5 separate regions of the Mus musculus genome follow, and all the other regions are linked to region 3. Evidence: chromatin contacts called from public HiChIP or PLAC-seq data. All regions are on one chromosome and are shown on one strand. The core of a region is the stretch at or near the end of the contact, and the rest is flanking DNA. Distances in the headings are between cores, read along the strand shown.

Region 1 (2,700 bases), core at 29-2,528, 140 kb after region 3:
GGCTCCCCAGAGTGTCTCTGGGCTACTCTATAGGACTGTTTGTTCCATTTCTTAAGATGAAGATGACCTGTGACTTTTCTTCACTCTTCTGGGGACACTGACCTTCGCCATGTCACTGCTATAGTCCATGGTTTCTGTTGAGTGTGGTCTTCTTTACGCTACACTGACGCAGCACTCTATGCAGTGACTAAGTACTAGACTTCAGTGTTACTCTCGTAGCTGCAGGTGAAGAAACTGGAAGTGCAACACACAGGGTGCTCTTGAGAAAACGACTTGTCCTTATCTGAAATTAGAGTCTTAAAGATTCTCTCTGTAGGGGGGAAGTACAGTGGTACCACTGACGACAAGTGAAGAAATCACACGACACGACTACCCCTGCCAGAAGCAAGACTCTGAGGAAGAGGAAGAGGAAGAGCTTCTGGGTTGCCAGTGACATCCAAAGGTAGCATCGTTATGTCGAGAAAAGACGCGTTAAAAATTCTGGAAAACAATGAGATCTGCACTCCTGGTTAAGCTTGTAGGCAGAAAGAGAACTTCAGTGAAACTCATAAAGGCATCCTTTTTCATCACAGAGTAAAGCTCTGCCCAGGAACCATAGGCAGTATAATGTCTTTGACCTTTGGCCCAGCCCTCGAGCAGAAGGCTTATACTGCATTATGGGTAAGGCTGGCTCTTCTCCTGGAGGTTAGTTCCACCAATCACAGCCCATATCCAAGTCTTCAGGACAACCAGGCTTTGGAACCTTACTCTTAATCTTCCTCTCCAAGCCAGCAGTTACCATTTGACCATATGCAGCCGACTGAAGTGCAAGAAGCCGAGTGAGGGGCTCAGTGGTTAACAGCACTGGCTTCTCCTCTAGAGGATCTGGGTTCAGATGCCTGTGCCCTCATGGCAGCTCACAACGGTCTGTAACTCCAGTTCCAGGGGATTCAATGCCCTCTTCAGGCATGCACATGGTACCCCCACCTACATACATGTAGGCAAAACCCTCATAAGCATAAAAATAAAGATAAATAAACATGAAGCGCAGGAGGAGGAAGAGGAGGAGGAGCAAGAGCAGAGCAGCAAGGTTTGCAGAGGACCCAGAGTCAAGGCCTATCCTCATCTCAGCTAGACTCTCTCCAAGTTTATCAATCTCCTCTTAAGGAGACCCCTCCCCGGCTAGGTCCCACTTTCTTGGAAAGGCTCTTCAAGTCTTCTGTTATCCCTGGCCTGTGAGCCCTGAGCACAATATGGCCATAGAGCAGAGCTGGAGCAAATTACAGCAGTGTGCTGACTGACGGCGCCTCCTCCCCCACACTATCCAATTTCAGCTCGCTCGCAAAGGAGCGAGCGTGGGGCTTTGCTTTACTCTCATGCTCTCACACGCCTCTCTTTCTCGCCTTTGTTATCTCTTTTCTAATTCTCCTTATGAATTATTGAAATACTCAGTTCTTCTCAAGAGCTACCTCATGCCTCTAACTCTCGCAGGTGACCTAGATTCCCACTCCACAGATTTAAAGAAGAGATTATCTATCGGCTGTGACCTCCCGGCAGCTCTCTGCTTCACCAGCCACAGTGGCTGGCTGGCTCCTCCATCCCTAACCTCACCCATGGCTCTCAAGAGGAGCAGGCTCCCCTTCTCATCTCAGAGGTTTATATTTCAGTCATTTGTTTACCTACCTTCTCTCTGAGGTGACGTGCTGTTTAAGGGGAAATACTGTTTTATTGATCTTGAATCACAACTGCCCCAGCAGAATGTTTAGCCCAAACATAGCATAGCATGCACTCAAAAAAGAAGTGGGGGGTGGGGGTGGGGCAAACAGGTAAATTCTAGATTTCTTTTCTCCACAAATCAGAGTCTGAGGGAGGAGAATCTATTTTTCAAAATTACTTGAACCCTTTAATTTATGGGTCTCACTACTGAACTAATTTAAATCTGTAAAAGATTGTGTGTGTGTGCCAGACTATTTGCAGTGTCTAAGCCTTTCCTGATTATCAAAACAAACTGCTCATGAATAGTAGAATCTGAACTTTGCAATTCTGCTTTTGTAAGTGAAAGATGCTTAGTTTAATGTGGTTTGAATTAAACTAACTCACATCTTATAAATAGTTCACAAAATATTGCCATGAAAATTAAGAGAAAAAGCTGACGTGTGCACTTATGAGACGCATCATATATTATCTTTGAAATGACAATACAGTCGGAGAAACAGCGACAGGGTGTCTTAGCGGCTTCAAGCCGGTATCGGGGCGAGAATCCTTTCTAGCATATCAAAGAAATACACACTGACAAGAAGACTCCACAATCCAGCTCCATAAAGACTCGGTTATATGACTAAGCAGTGGAAGTGAGAGCTTGCTATTACTATTATTATAGTCTTTCCTGACTTAGTAAATCAGCACCGGCCTCTAATTTTCAGTGAATCATAACAACTGATTCCACTCAGCCCAAACCTGTACTAAGCTCCTGCTGGGATGAAGCACAGCGGGAGGTGTTAAGGACACGAGACGTGCAAAGAGCAGTCCCTACCTGCATGGAAAGCCGGAAGGACTCTACCCTAACGGATCAGTGAAATGCAGGAAACATCTTTGGCATCTACCCAAGAAAGACTGATTTTGCTGAGGTGATATTGGAAAAATGAGGAGTGGACCCAGGAACAAAGAGATCTTGAGTCTGGCCTAGAGGGATGCACAGGGGCTGTGCTTGGGCAGTGGGAA
Region 2 (2,700 bases), core at 123-2,622, 190 kb after region 3:
ATACTTATTCTAGGAGACATTCTGGACAGCTGCCCCTCCCCACAGAACTGAGAAGACATGCATGGAAGCCCTGAAGATGACCTTCACTGTCTGCCTACACACTTGAATCATACCTAGGATAATTCTTAAGGTTGGAGACTAGATTTTGCTCATGTCCATACTTCCGGAGGACTACTCCTGGGCCTGGTACAGTGAGTGCTGGTTAATCGTAGATTACAAACCCAATTCAAACCACCCAAAGGACAAGTGTCCAAGGCAGTATCCCTTCAAGGTCATTTAGGATATCACAGAATTAGATTCAGATGACTTAATCACTACACAACTTGGGGCTAGGAAGATAGCTCTGAAGGTAGGGACAAGGGATCCACACAGCAAACTGGATGAGGAACCTAGCCATGTATGGGAGCTCTGAGTTTGGCCAAGAGCTGATATCTCAGTGGATGAAGAGTAATTGAGGGGTGATTCTTTTTTTTTTTTTTAAGATTTATTTATTATTTCATGTAAGTACACTGTAGCTGTCTTCAGACACACCAGAAGAGGGCATCAGATCTCATTGCAGATAGTTGAGAGCTACCATGTGGTTGCTGGGATTTGAACTCCGGACCTTCGGAAGAACAGTCAATGCTCTTAACCACTGAGCCATCTCTCCAGCCCCGAGGGGTGATTCTTGACATAATCCTCTTGCTTTATATACACACACAGAAGACATGTATGTACACAAATATGTGCACCTACACACATGCAAAAAACATACATCCACAAAGGCACACCACATACATATACATATTGGAAAAATATAAATCAATAAATGGAACAAAATTACTTCCATGACAGAGCCAACACAATAGAAACTTTACAAAATGGTAGGTTAACCTCATTTGTAAACCTGTTTACCTGTCAATGTCCTTTAATAGGAAGGGGGTGGGAATCTGTGGATATCATCTGGGCAGCCAATTTAAACAGATGCTACGAGGAAAGGGCCTCCCTATTAGAAGGCAGAAGCATCTGTGTTTTGGTGGTAAGCCAGGCAGGGTATCTCATTTTAAAACAAAGTGTAAGTCCCTATAAATAGTCAAGTTGTCTATTTACCATAGAAATGCCAAGGAAAAATTCCATACTTTTTTTTTTTTTCTAAAACTGACTTTGCCTCTAGGGAAAAAAAAAAATACAAGCCAAACACTACAGGCATATAGCCTTTTAAACATGAAATTATAATCAGTGATGGGTTGTTTTATTAAGGTGAGTTGTTCAAGTTACTGGAACACATAACTGCTTAAGGATATAGGAGTGTCTTCATTGTAATTTAAAATGCCAAACAGTATGGGTAGTGGGCTATAGGCCACTGGCAATTCTTAAAGAATGTCAAGGTTATCAAACAAAAGGGAACTCCAGTGGAAGTAATTATGACATCGGTCATTCCAGAGCCTTTAAACGGCAGAGAATTTGCTTCTTTTCAAAAAGAAAAAAGGGGTGGGGGGAGGAAAGTGCAGGCTTTAAGCAGGATTTTCTGGACAGTATTTCAGTTTGCCAATTTAAATAACACAGTCTTATGTAAAAGTTTCCTTTAGAAAATAGATTACTTGAGTGAACTTTTAAATCAAATAACAGCACGGTCAAATAAAGAAAAATTCAATATGAGGCAGCGAGTGGTAACGAACGCTCCTGTAATCCCAGCACTTGAGGGGTGGAGGCACGAAGATCAGGAGGTTAAGATGACCCTCAGCTACAAAGGGACTAAAGACCAGCCAGGACCACCAGAAACCCTATCCAAAAGGAAAGGGGAAAAGAAAATCAGAGTGTGCTAGCAGACTAGAAAGGGCTCATCACCAGACATTCCCTCCTACCCTGACTATAACCCTGAAGAACATGCTGTCTCTTCCTCAGGCCTCTCGCCTCAGGCCTTGGCTCCATTTCTCCAGAGGTTTGCAGATTCCCACAGGAAAGAGAGGAATACACAGAAACTTGCCCCAGGTCCAGCCTAGCTGACATGCCCCCACTCAAATATTTCTCCTAGGGGATCACTCTGAAGAACTAAGGGTTTAAAATTGCCCTTTCATGTGGGGCAGGGTGTGTGGGAGGGGAGGGGGCGTATGGCCCATGACTTCTATCTGTAATCCCAGCATTGGGAAAGCTGAGGCAGGAAGAGGAATGGCCACAAGTGTTCATGGCTGTTTTAAATGACCATCTCTGAGGAAGAGAAAAGAAACCTTCACTTTGCAACAAAGTAACTCCCAGACCTAGGACTAGTAGCATTAATGAAAACTTAGAATTTCATTTTGGAGTATCACTATCCACATTTCAAATATCACAAGTGCCTGATCTCTACCACTGCAGATGGTTCCAGTAGATACGATTGGTCCAGAGCAACATAGAAATGTTACCATAAATGGTCACCTGCAAGACCACAGAACCTCCTACACTATAAACTCCGATGATACTTGCAGCGCATGCCTGTAATCCCAGCACTTGGGAGGCAGAGGCAGGAGGATTTCTGAGTTCTGAGTTCGAGGCCAGTCTGGTCTACAGAGTGAGTTCCAGGACAGCCAGGGCTATACAGAGAAACCCTGTCTCGAAAAACAAAAACAAAAACAAGAAAAAGGGGGTTGTTTTGGTTTTGGTTTTTGGTTGGTTGGTTGGTTGTGTGTGTGTGTGTGTGTGTGGTTGGTTGGTTGGTTTTGGTTTGTTTTATGGTTTTTTTTT
Region 3 (2,700 bases), core at 84-2,583:
AATGAACATGTCTGCTGTTCTGGGCGCGGGTCAAACGGAGATACTGAGTCCCCAGGAACTGAATGGTCCTCCCAGATCATCAGCAGGGACCTCCACTAGGACTGAGACTGACCATCCCTCCCCATATACTTCTGGGGAGGTTGCTGCTTATAACTCAGGTACATTTTAGCCAGAGGTCATGACCTGGAAATTAGCCTACATCCCTTATTCAAGCCGGTGAGGTTGCCCCTGGACCCTCACACCCTATGGTGGTTTCCTGAGATCAGCCTCTGCTGTGCTTGGATTGTGAGCCTTGCCTGACTAGGGATGTAACTGGAAGAAAAAGGCAATGTTTAAAGTTAAGCATTTGGAGCCTGCTTTGGGTTGAGGTGATTTTTAAAATCCATGATCCCTACCATCACCGCCACGCCCAACCCTCACCAAGTATCTTCAATCCAGAGTCAGTGAAGACATTTGCAGACAAATGCCATTTTGCTTCCCTCAATTATTTCCCTTGAGACTCACTCTCCAGGTATCACACCAGAAGCTATTGTTATTTTTCTAACCATGGACACCCCCAGATGGGCCTCTCTCCCTCTCTTTCCCATAAACCCTATCCTCTGGGGTTTAATTTGGTCGCACTTCCTCACCGTACAGTTCTTTAAGCATCTAACTAATGTGCCCCGCGGTCCCAGGATCTCCCACAACCTTGGATCAACAAAACTCTCAGCTTCCTCCCCACCCCTACCCACCTATCCCTCTACCCAGCCAGGTGTCCGGGTCCCAGCTCTGCAGGGAGAAAGCAAAGGATACTGAAATCGCAAGCAAAAAGTGTAGCTGGACGGAGTCCAGGATGGGGACATAGAGGGTACCGAGAAAGATCTGAAGAGGACATGAGAGCCCAGGACCGACGCTTGGACCTGCGCGGACAAGGGCGTATCAGGGGTGTCAGGTCAGGATCCCCTGCGCAAGCCGAGCTCCAGTCTGCAGTCTGACAGCCGCCCGGCAGAGGAACCGGGAAGCGCAAGGGACCTAGACTTGGTAGACTCGAGAAAGGGAGATTAAGTCTGAGCACAGAGAGCGAGGGATGGAGATTTGGGAGGGAAATGCGCCCTCAAAGCGATCGGGGTCCACCTGAGCAAAGGGCTGAGTTCGAGGCCTCGCAGGGACCCGAGCCGGGGGCAGGGCATACGGAGCGAGGGGACGCGACCGGCACTGACCCGAAGTAGGCGGCGGCGGCGGCAGCGGCAGGCAGCACCAGCAGGCAGAGCGCAGCCAGGGCCAGCGCGGGCGCGGGGCGCATGGTGCAGGCGGCCGGTGCACTCTCGCATCTCCTCGCGCCACTAGGCGCTCGTAGCGCCGCCACCAGCCGCCCGCGGGGCTTTAAACCCGGTAGGGCGGAGCGCGAGCGGCCCGGGGAGGGAGCCTCGCAGCCGGCGAGCCCCTCGCCCCATAGGCTCCGCCGAACTCTGCCCGCCCTGTTGTGGGAGGGGTCAGCAGCAGGCCCCTCCCCTTCTCAGGTGAGTGCTCACCTGGAGCCGCGCCCACTCCAGCAAAGAAGGCGGACCGTGTGGGACCCTGGCCCTGGAGAGGATTGGGGTTCTGGGGACCTAGGAGGTGCTGCCTCAGAGATGCCGCCTCTCCCGGGAGAGATGCTCGGGTGCGCGATCTCTGTATAGCAAAAGTTCGTGGTCGTCACTATTCTGTAGAGCGAGTTCAGCTTTCTTTGCTCAGGGATTCCGAAGGCTGAGAGAGAGGTCCTGCGCAGAGTCCTTCCCCAACAGCGGGAGACATTCATGTCCATTGGCTAGGAGGACTCTTAGACATAGAACCTCATACAGAGGGTACCTGCTCTTAAACACGAAACTGACAGCCATCGGCGGAGGTGTAAAGGGCTCTCGTATGACGACAACACTATTACTGGTCAAAAATTTACACTGTCTGAGGAGTGAGGCAGAGCCACAGAAGCAGGAGGAAGCGGACTCCCTAGATGCATAGAAGCCAGATCTCCATCATATAAAACGTGAATCTCCTTAGTGTTGGGCCTCAATGCTGCCTGTTGCTTTAAGAAAAAAAAAAGTTTGACTCCAATTCTTACAACGAAGCAGGGGTGACATCAGTCTAGGAAGGAGACATACAACCAAATGAGCTTTCAAACGCCTTTGGGCATCTTGAACACTGAGCCAAATCAAGCAAAAAGCCACAATCTGGCTTTAATGAATGTCAAATCTTGGTGCAAAATGTCAAAGAGAGGCAGGAAGGAAGGAAGGAAAAGAAAGAAACTAGACATGGAGTTAGAACATTGGGTGACAGTGACCTTGGCTTTGTGGAGGATATCGGCCTGGAACGAGGAAGATTTATGCCAGTTCTGACATCAAGCTGTTGCAACAGAGGAAACTTGGCTATGGTGGTGAGCCTCTTTGAGCTGTTTCACTGTGGAGCAACTCAGTAGCCACATGACCCTTTGCTACCACAGCTCTGTGGTCCTATCAAATCTGGTGGTCCTGTTTACTGAGGCTGCAAGGCCCAACATAGGCTTCAGAGACCTGGAATTCAACCACGTGAACTACGAATTCCAGACGTGAAACAGGGAGGATGACAAAGAACTGACAAGATTTTTGTGTAGATGAGATGTCAGAGAGGAGGTAGTGAGGTGTGGGTTGTTATGCCTGCAGGCAGGAGCCCAGCACCGTGGGCTGATGTTTACTCTGCTGGGGGATG
Region 4 (2,700 bases), core at 86-2,585, 200 kb after region 3:
GATGCATTTCAGTCCGACTGTGGTGGGCCCAGGAGGTAGCAGGTGGTAGGCAAATGAGAGTCAACACACACAGAAAATCACCAGACTTTGCCACTGGGGGAAAAAAAATGGTTAGAGGAAAAGTCTGTGGGGGCAGAGGGAGGGTTTAAGAGACCAGTGCATTCCAGAAGGGCTGATGATTCAGGAGAGGGGCTCCTGAGGAGGCAAAAACAGACCCTGAAATAGTTAAAAGGGTCAGCTTGAGATAAAAGGGGGATTATGAAAAAAGGAAGAGAAAAAGATGGAGCTAGTCTGATGACCTCTACCGTCTCTTTGGGACTTTAGAATCTCATGACCTACAATTCTCTTTAGACAGGACATTTACATATATGCATACATGTATGCAAACTTATTCAAATATTCAGGTGTAAGTGAATCAGTCAAGCACAACGTTAGTCTGTAATGACGCAGTTAATGTCCCCAGGTTTCGAACAGGGCAATCTCTGGGCAGGATCCATCCATCAGCGATATTAGCTCTGATGCCTACTGCAATAACAGCAGTGACCTGGCCCCATCTCTCCTCGCCAACCCCAATCCTACCCCGCCGTCCTACGAGCTTAATGGGGAAGTAAAATGTAAATCCCTGAGACTACAACACAGCCTGCTGCATTCGAATCGACTGTCATTTAGAAAAACAAAACGTGACACCCCAAGTCCATCTGCACGAAAGACATTGCTGCTTCACAGCTGATATGTTTCTCCCCAGGAGATGGTCTAAGGTTAGCCGTAAAAGTAATTTGCAGACCTCCCCTCCTCTTTTCATAACATTCATTTAGGAAGAACTAGAAATGGGTTCCCACACCCTCGCCCTGACTGCAGCAGACTACACCCCGCGGTTATCCGGCAGTGCCACCTCAGAAACCCTCGGAGGAGTGTGGAGGGCACACAGCGCTCGTCAGAGGGGGGCTCCAGTGGCCACTACCCTCAAGATGCTTGAAGGACGAGAGAAACGAGCCCCAGGGGATGACAAGGGAAGCACTGGAGACCCGGGGGACGAAGAGACAACCCTCGGGGAGGACAGAGTTTCTGAGCAGAGCTAATCCCCTGCCGCAGCTACACTGTCTCGCCTCCAGCGTTGCTCTGACCTCCCTTCCTTCAGCGTTCCTGGGTGCTCAGCCTCGCGCCCCTTCCCCGGAGCCCTCGTGGACCTCGCAGCAGTCGCGACCTCGGGCGATCCGCTGCGAGCCCGGGCTGCCCGGCCGCCACTCACCCGGCCCGCCATCTTCGCGGACACGTCCGGCTCCCAGGTTGCAGCTCCGCACTCTGCTGAGCCCGCCTCCGCCGCGCGCGTGCTCGCCGGCAGCCGGCCCTCGCGCAGGCGCGCAGCCGCCGGGAGGCCGCGCCCGCGCCCGGCCGCGTCCCCGACGCCCTTCCCCATCCCGTGCGAGCGCGCAGTCCGAGCACCGCCATTTTGGCTGAAGACAAGCTGGCCGCCTCACTGCTACCCGGTTTTCACAAAGCTGGCCACGTGGCCTTTTAATGGACTTTTAGCTTTCTGCTTCCAGACCTCTTAAAACAGAATGCGCCGAGAAAACCCCGCGTGGTTGCTGGCCTTTCCCCCAAAGGGGACTGTGGAGGGGGCGCGCAATAGCTAAAAGCTGGTTCTGAATTCGGATTCTATTCGAATCCGAGCTTTTCTTTGCAGGCACACTTGTTTTGAGAGTGAATCATAATTATATATGCGCTAGCTTTATAGTTCGATATTTTCATTTATAAGCACAACTTCTATCTTTTTTAAGGTGTTTGTTTGTTCGTTTGTTTTAACGTGCATTGGTATTCCGCCATCCACCTCTGCATGTTCAAAACTCTATTTTGAGTCCTCAGGAAAAAAAAAAAAACAATGCCACAGAAAAACTAAAATGATTTGGATAAGACAAAATACCAGAAGATAGTTCTATAAGCAGCACAGCAGTAAAAGTCTCACACAGGAAACAAGACAGGTGTACCCTGTCCTGCCAAGGCTGAAAGTGAGACTTTTAGCATGTAGCAGGACTTCAGGGTTAAGGAGGAATGTTTGACATAGCCTCCTCATATCCGTTCCCTTATGTCCTCTTCAGCACTTTTCTCTAAAGTACTCTTGGGTCCCCTTACAAATATATAATGTCATTTAAAATGTATGCAACATGTAAAAATAAGACATGATATCTATGAGAATACATGAGATATTCAATAAGATTACTCCCTAAAAGGAAAAGTAAAGTTGGAGGAACCCTCTTAGAGGAAAGTCTCTGGGATGGAATGGGTACCTCTTCCTGGGAGCAAACCTGAAGACCTTGAAATACTCTAAAAGGGAGATACTAGGGGTAGGGGGTGCAGCCTAATCAGTCCTGAGAAGCACTCAGCAGGCCCAGGGAACAGCAAACAAAAGGGTGTACACACCGACAGGGATAAAAGGGAGCTACAGGGGTATTTCCTATGCTAGGGTGGTCAAGATAGGGACCAGTTTTTAGTAACTGGTAAGTCAGTAAGTCAGAACCATTCACACTATCAATATCTTCACTGTAATGAGTGTCTCTAAGAAAGGACTCAGAACTAAGCAAAAATTATATTTGCTCAAGAGTTACCTCTCTTTCCAAGAATTCTGTACAGGATCTACGTTCTTATATCATCTTAGCATTGAAATTCTACTCAAGTTTTGCATCTGAAAGATTATTAAATTCA
Region 5 (2,700 bases), core at 50-2,549, 140 kb before region 3:
CTCTACCCTAAACCTTCCATGTTGAGCTATCAGAAATTTACTGGGTTGCGCAGAGGAAATGTCTTTCCTCAGACATAGTCACCTCAAAATCTGGACCAAAAAAAGGCCTTAGTGCACTATTTTGCATAATATTTGGAGAGAATATATCTATGCACACACACACACTACTCACAATTTCTCAGTCCAACGGTATACCTTCCATACATTTTTGTCAATGAAAGAAATATCATTTCCTTTGAAATTTCTGTGGAGAAACAGTTGATATAATTGAATAATAGGAAAAGAATAAACAGAATCAGTAAAAATCCTAACACCTTCATGGAAGTGCTCGATGCAGAATGAGGGACGCCACCAACTTTATGATTCCTGAATCTATCAGTCTCTGAGGAAGCACAGTTAAGAACGCCTGACTACTGGTGAGATACTTCCTCAAAAGGTCAACTTCTAATCTGACCCACCTTTTGGTTAAAAAGGAGAGTTAATTACTAAGTATTTTTACTGTGTCTAAATGAATTCCTTCTTTAAGCCCATAAAAATATATGTGATTTAAAATTTAATATGGTCATTAAAATAGGCAAATTTTTAATCACTATTAACTACTAAGAAACCATATTAGTAATACCAAAACTTTGCTTAAGGGCTGTCTGTTGAAGCCTGTGTAGGTGTTAGAAAGATGAAAAAATTATAACTAGTGAAAGAAATGTACTGGTGTGGAAATAGTTCTCAGACGTGCCACGTAAGGAAAAGACACAAAATCACTGTGAAAGGAGTTTTAGCTCATCTGTGAAAAACACAAATGAAATTGCATTTTGCACCCCAAAATCCAAGTGGGATTTATGTTATGGATGGTAGGGCACAGAAGAAGAGTGACAAGGTCTATGGAGTGAAGTGTATAAATTATCTTATAAACCTTGTATGTTTTGTTTCCATTTTGCATGTGTGCATGCAGAAGCCCAAGTTTGACGTTAATGGTTATCCACACTCACTCTTCTACTTTACTGAGACAGGGTCTCTCAATCAAACCTAGACTCTTGCCGATATAGTACATGTGTCAGCCAGATTGTTCCGGTAGTATCTAGCTTTCAAGCTGTAAGGTAGACTGTCAACACTAACCTGTCATTTACATGAGATTCTGAGGATCTGAACTGTAATCCCCATACTTGCAATTTGGACATGTTAACAACTGAGTGATCTACCCAGGTGTCCCACTCCCCCCACCCCATTTCCAGCCCTAATAATGGGATGGAGGGCATTGTGTGTGCTAGTCAAGCAATCTACCACTAAGCTGTATTCCTAGCCCTTTTGTCATCCTGAGAAAGTATCTTACCAGTACAGTCTAGGCTGGCCTTGAGCTTGTGATTCTCATTTTTCCCTAGTGCTAAGATTATAGGCACATGTCACCAAAAAGGCTTCCATGACATTTCAAAAATGAGAATCTATACATGAGTGCCACATGCTTAAAAGAAGCTATTAAATTTAGTTATGTTCAGTTTCTTTGTTCTTTGACTCACTTTGAGTATTTACCCTTCGTATGTTCTTACTTCAGTGAAGACTTTCTTGCTCAGTTTGAACATATTTTTTTATGTTAGAGAAGAAAAAAATCTTTTCACTTGATAGTGAACATCTCCTCTCACCTAAGCTAATTTTATGTTCACCAATAAAGGAAATGCCTACAACTGAACTCAACCCCCATGCTGCTCTCATTCCTGACTGCTGAGTCCATCTGTTAAACTGTCTTCCTCATCTTCATCAAGGCAAACTGTGGGCTCATTTTTTTTATTATTTTGAAATGAGCTCTCACCTATAAGCCCTGACTGGTGTGGAACTCGCTCTGTAGACCAGACTGACCTTGAACTCACAGAGATCTACCACCTCTGCCTCCTGAGTGCTGGGACTAAAGGCAGCATCAGTTCTCAACTCTTTAATCAGTCACTAAATCCTCTCCTCTCCTACTCTGTGGAGATTCAGGGTTTCCTTCCCACTACCAAATGGCCACAGTGGCTCAGTTCTCCCTCACTTTATTCCTAAATTTTGCTAGATCCTTCTACATGGTCATCGAGAATTAAGCTTTTCCCCTGGATCACTCAACACATGGGTGCTAAAATAATCCTATATCTGAGTGTTATGACACATGCCTATATTTGTTATTTAAGGGGCTGAGGCGGGATGATCATGAAGTCAGGACCAACCTATACTACATAGCAAGGTTCTGCCCTCCATTTAATAGTTTTTCAGTAGTTCTTGGAAATGTTCTATGGTTCTCTATAGCATACTGTGACTTTCAAACCACTAGAGTTGATATTCAAAGTATTTCATAATATGTCTCATTGCTTTCTCTTTGCTGGTAAGTGATTCCACTAAATCCTTATTCTTGTAGCTATGCCTTTACTTATGCTGTAATCCCTATTTTTACTTTATTTAAAAAAACACTTTGGGACAAAGGTTAAGATTTAACATAATATTCCCCCTTTCCTTGTCTAGTAATTCACATTCCAGAGAAAAACTTCATACATATATAGCTCCCATACTTCTTAGCCCTGAGTAGTGCACACAATGAATGTAAAATATAGAAAGCTAAGAACAAGAATGAGCTCTGGACAAAACTGAGAAATTTCAAAGTATTAACACCTAGCACTCATATATGCTAAGAACTAAGATAAATATTCCATGTATTTAACTAAGACTCACATCAGCCCTATG

What was found. HiChIP or PLAC-seq counts read pairs in DNA pulled down with a chosen protein or histone mark.
Region 1: a contact with region 3 is called in an H3K4me3 HiChIP or PLAC-seq map of forebrain, with 2.4 times the contacts expected there. The contact joins the enhancer-like site here to the promoter of Wnt9b in region 3. A contact is called at or near these places in 4 of 39 promoter capture datasets (the HPC-7 cell line, cranial neural crest, embryonic stem cells and 1 more), 10 of 115 datasets of contacts at active chromatin or transcription factors (embryonic basal ganglia, embryonic forebrain, embryonic hindbrain and 4 more) and 3 of 9 other capture datasets (adipose tissue, liver and pancreatic islet).
Region 2: a contact with region 3 is called in an H3K27ac HiChIP or PLAC-seq map of embryonic stem cells, with 7 read pairs. The contact joins the enhancer-like site here to the promoter of Wnt9b in region 3. A contact is called at or near these places in 4 of 39 promoter capture datasets (the HPC-7 cell line, cranial neural crest, maxillary cranial neural crest and 1 more), 1 of 484 Hi-C or Micro-C datasets (embryonic stem cells), 9 of 115 datasets of contacts at active chromatin or transcription factors (embryonic basal ganglia, embryonic forebrain, embryonic hindbrain and 5 more) and 3 of 9 other capture datasets (adipose tissue, liver and pancreatic islet).
Region 4: a contact with region 3 is called in an H3K4me3 HiChIP or PLAC-seq map of embryonic stem cells, with 16 read pairs. The contact joins the promoter of Nsf here to the promoter of Wnt9b in region 3. A contact is called at or near these places in 14 of 39 promoter capture datasets (the 3T3-L1 cell line, the C10 cell line, cranial neural crest and 8 more), 10 of 115 datasets of contacts at active chromatin or transcription factors (acute myeloid leukemia, embryonic basal ganglia, embryonic midbrain and 4 more) and 4 of 9 other capture datasets (adipose tissue, embryonic stem cells, liver and 1 more).
Region 5: an H3K4me3 HiChIP or PLAC-seq map of embryonic stem cells shows a contact between it and region 3, with 2.7 times the contacts expected there. The contact joins the enhancer-like site here to the promoter of Wnt9b in region 3. A contact is called at or near these places in 2 of 39 promoter capture datasets (the 3T3-L1 cell line and hippocampal neurons), 1 of 484 Hi-C or Micro-C datasets (nephron progenitors), 6 of 115 datasets of contacts at active chromatin or transcription factors (all in embryonic stem cells) and 3 of 9 other capture datasets (adipose tissue, liver and pancreatic islet).

What each region holds. Positions count from the first base shown.
Region 1 is chr11:103,883,628-103,886,327 of GRCm38.p6, forward strand. All of the region lies in intron 8 of Nsf (N-ethylmaleimide sensitive fusion protein), which reads right to left. Among named protein-coding and RNA genes, the nearest start is that of Gm35311, 26 kb to the left of the region's middle. Within about 2 kb of position 1,279, at least 88 of the 459 cell types and tissues checked have an H3K27ac peak or open chromatin away from gene starts, as enhancers often do. A contact at or near this core is called in forebrain, where this site is marked.
Region 2 is chr11:103,934,564-103,937,263 of GRCm38.p6, forward strand. All of the region lies in intron 1 of Nsf (N-ethylmaleimide sensitive fusion protein), which reads right to left. Among named protein-coding and RNA genes, the nearest start is that of Nsf, 18 kb to the right of the region's middle. Within about 2 kb of position 1,373, at least 9 of the 459 cell types and tissues checked have an H3K27ac peak or open chromatin away from gene starts, as enhancers often do. A contact at or near this core is called in embryonic stem cells, where this site is marked.
Region 3 is chr11:103,748,488-103,751,187 of GRCm38.p6, forward strand. It overlaps Wnt9b (wingless-type MMTV integration site family, member 9B), which reads right to left and starts at 1,334. Exons shown (of 4, transcript NM_011719.4): 1 at 1,200-1,334. The coding sequence starts at 1,282.
Region 4 is chr11:103,952,721-103,955,420 of GRCm38.p6, forward strand. Nsf (N-ethylmaleimide sensitive fusion protein) reads right to left here and starts at 1,336. Exons shown (of 21, transcript NM_008740.4): 1 at 1,250-1,336. The coding sequence starts at 1,261.
Region 5 is chr11:103,609,747-103,612,446 of GRCm38.p6, forward strand. Gm884 (predicted gene 884) reads right to left here. Exons shown (of 14, transcript NM_001033434.2): 2 at 173-244. Among named protein-coding and RNA genes, the nearest start is that of Gm884, 3.6 kb to the right of the region's middle. Within about 2 kb of position 1,300, at least 3 of the 459 cell types and tissues checked have an H3K27ac peak or open chromatin away from gene starts, as enhancers often do. A contact at or near this core is called in embryonic stem cells, where this site is marked.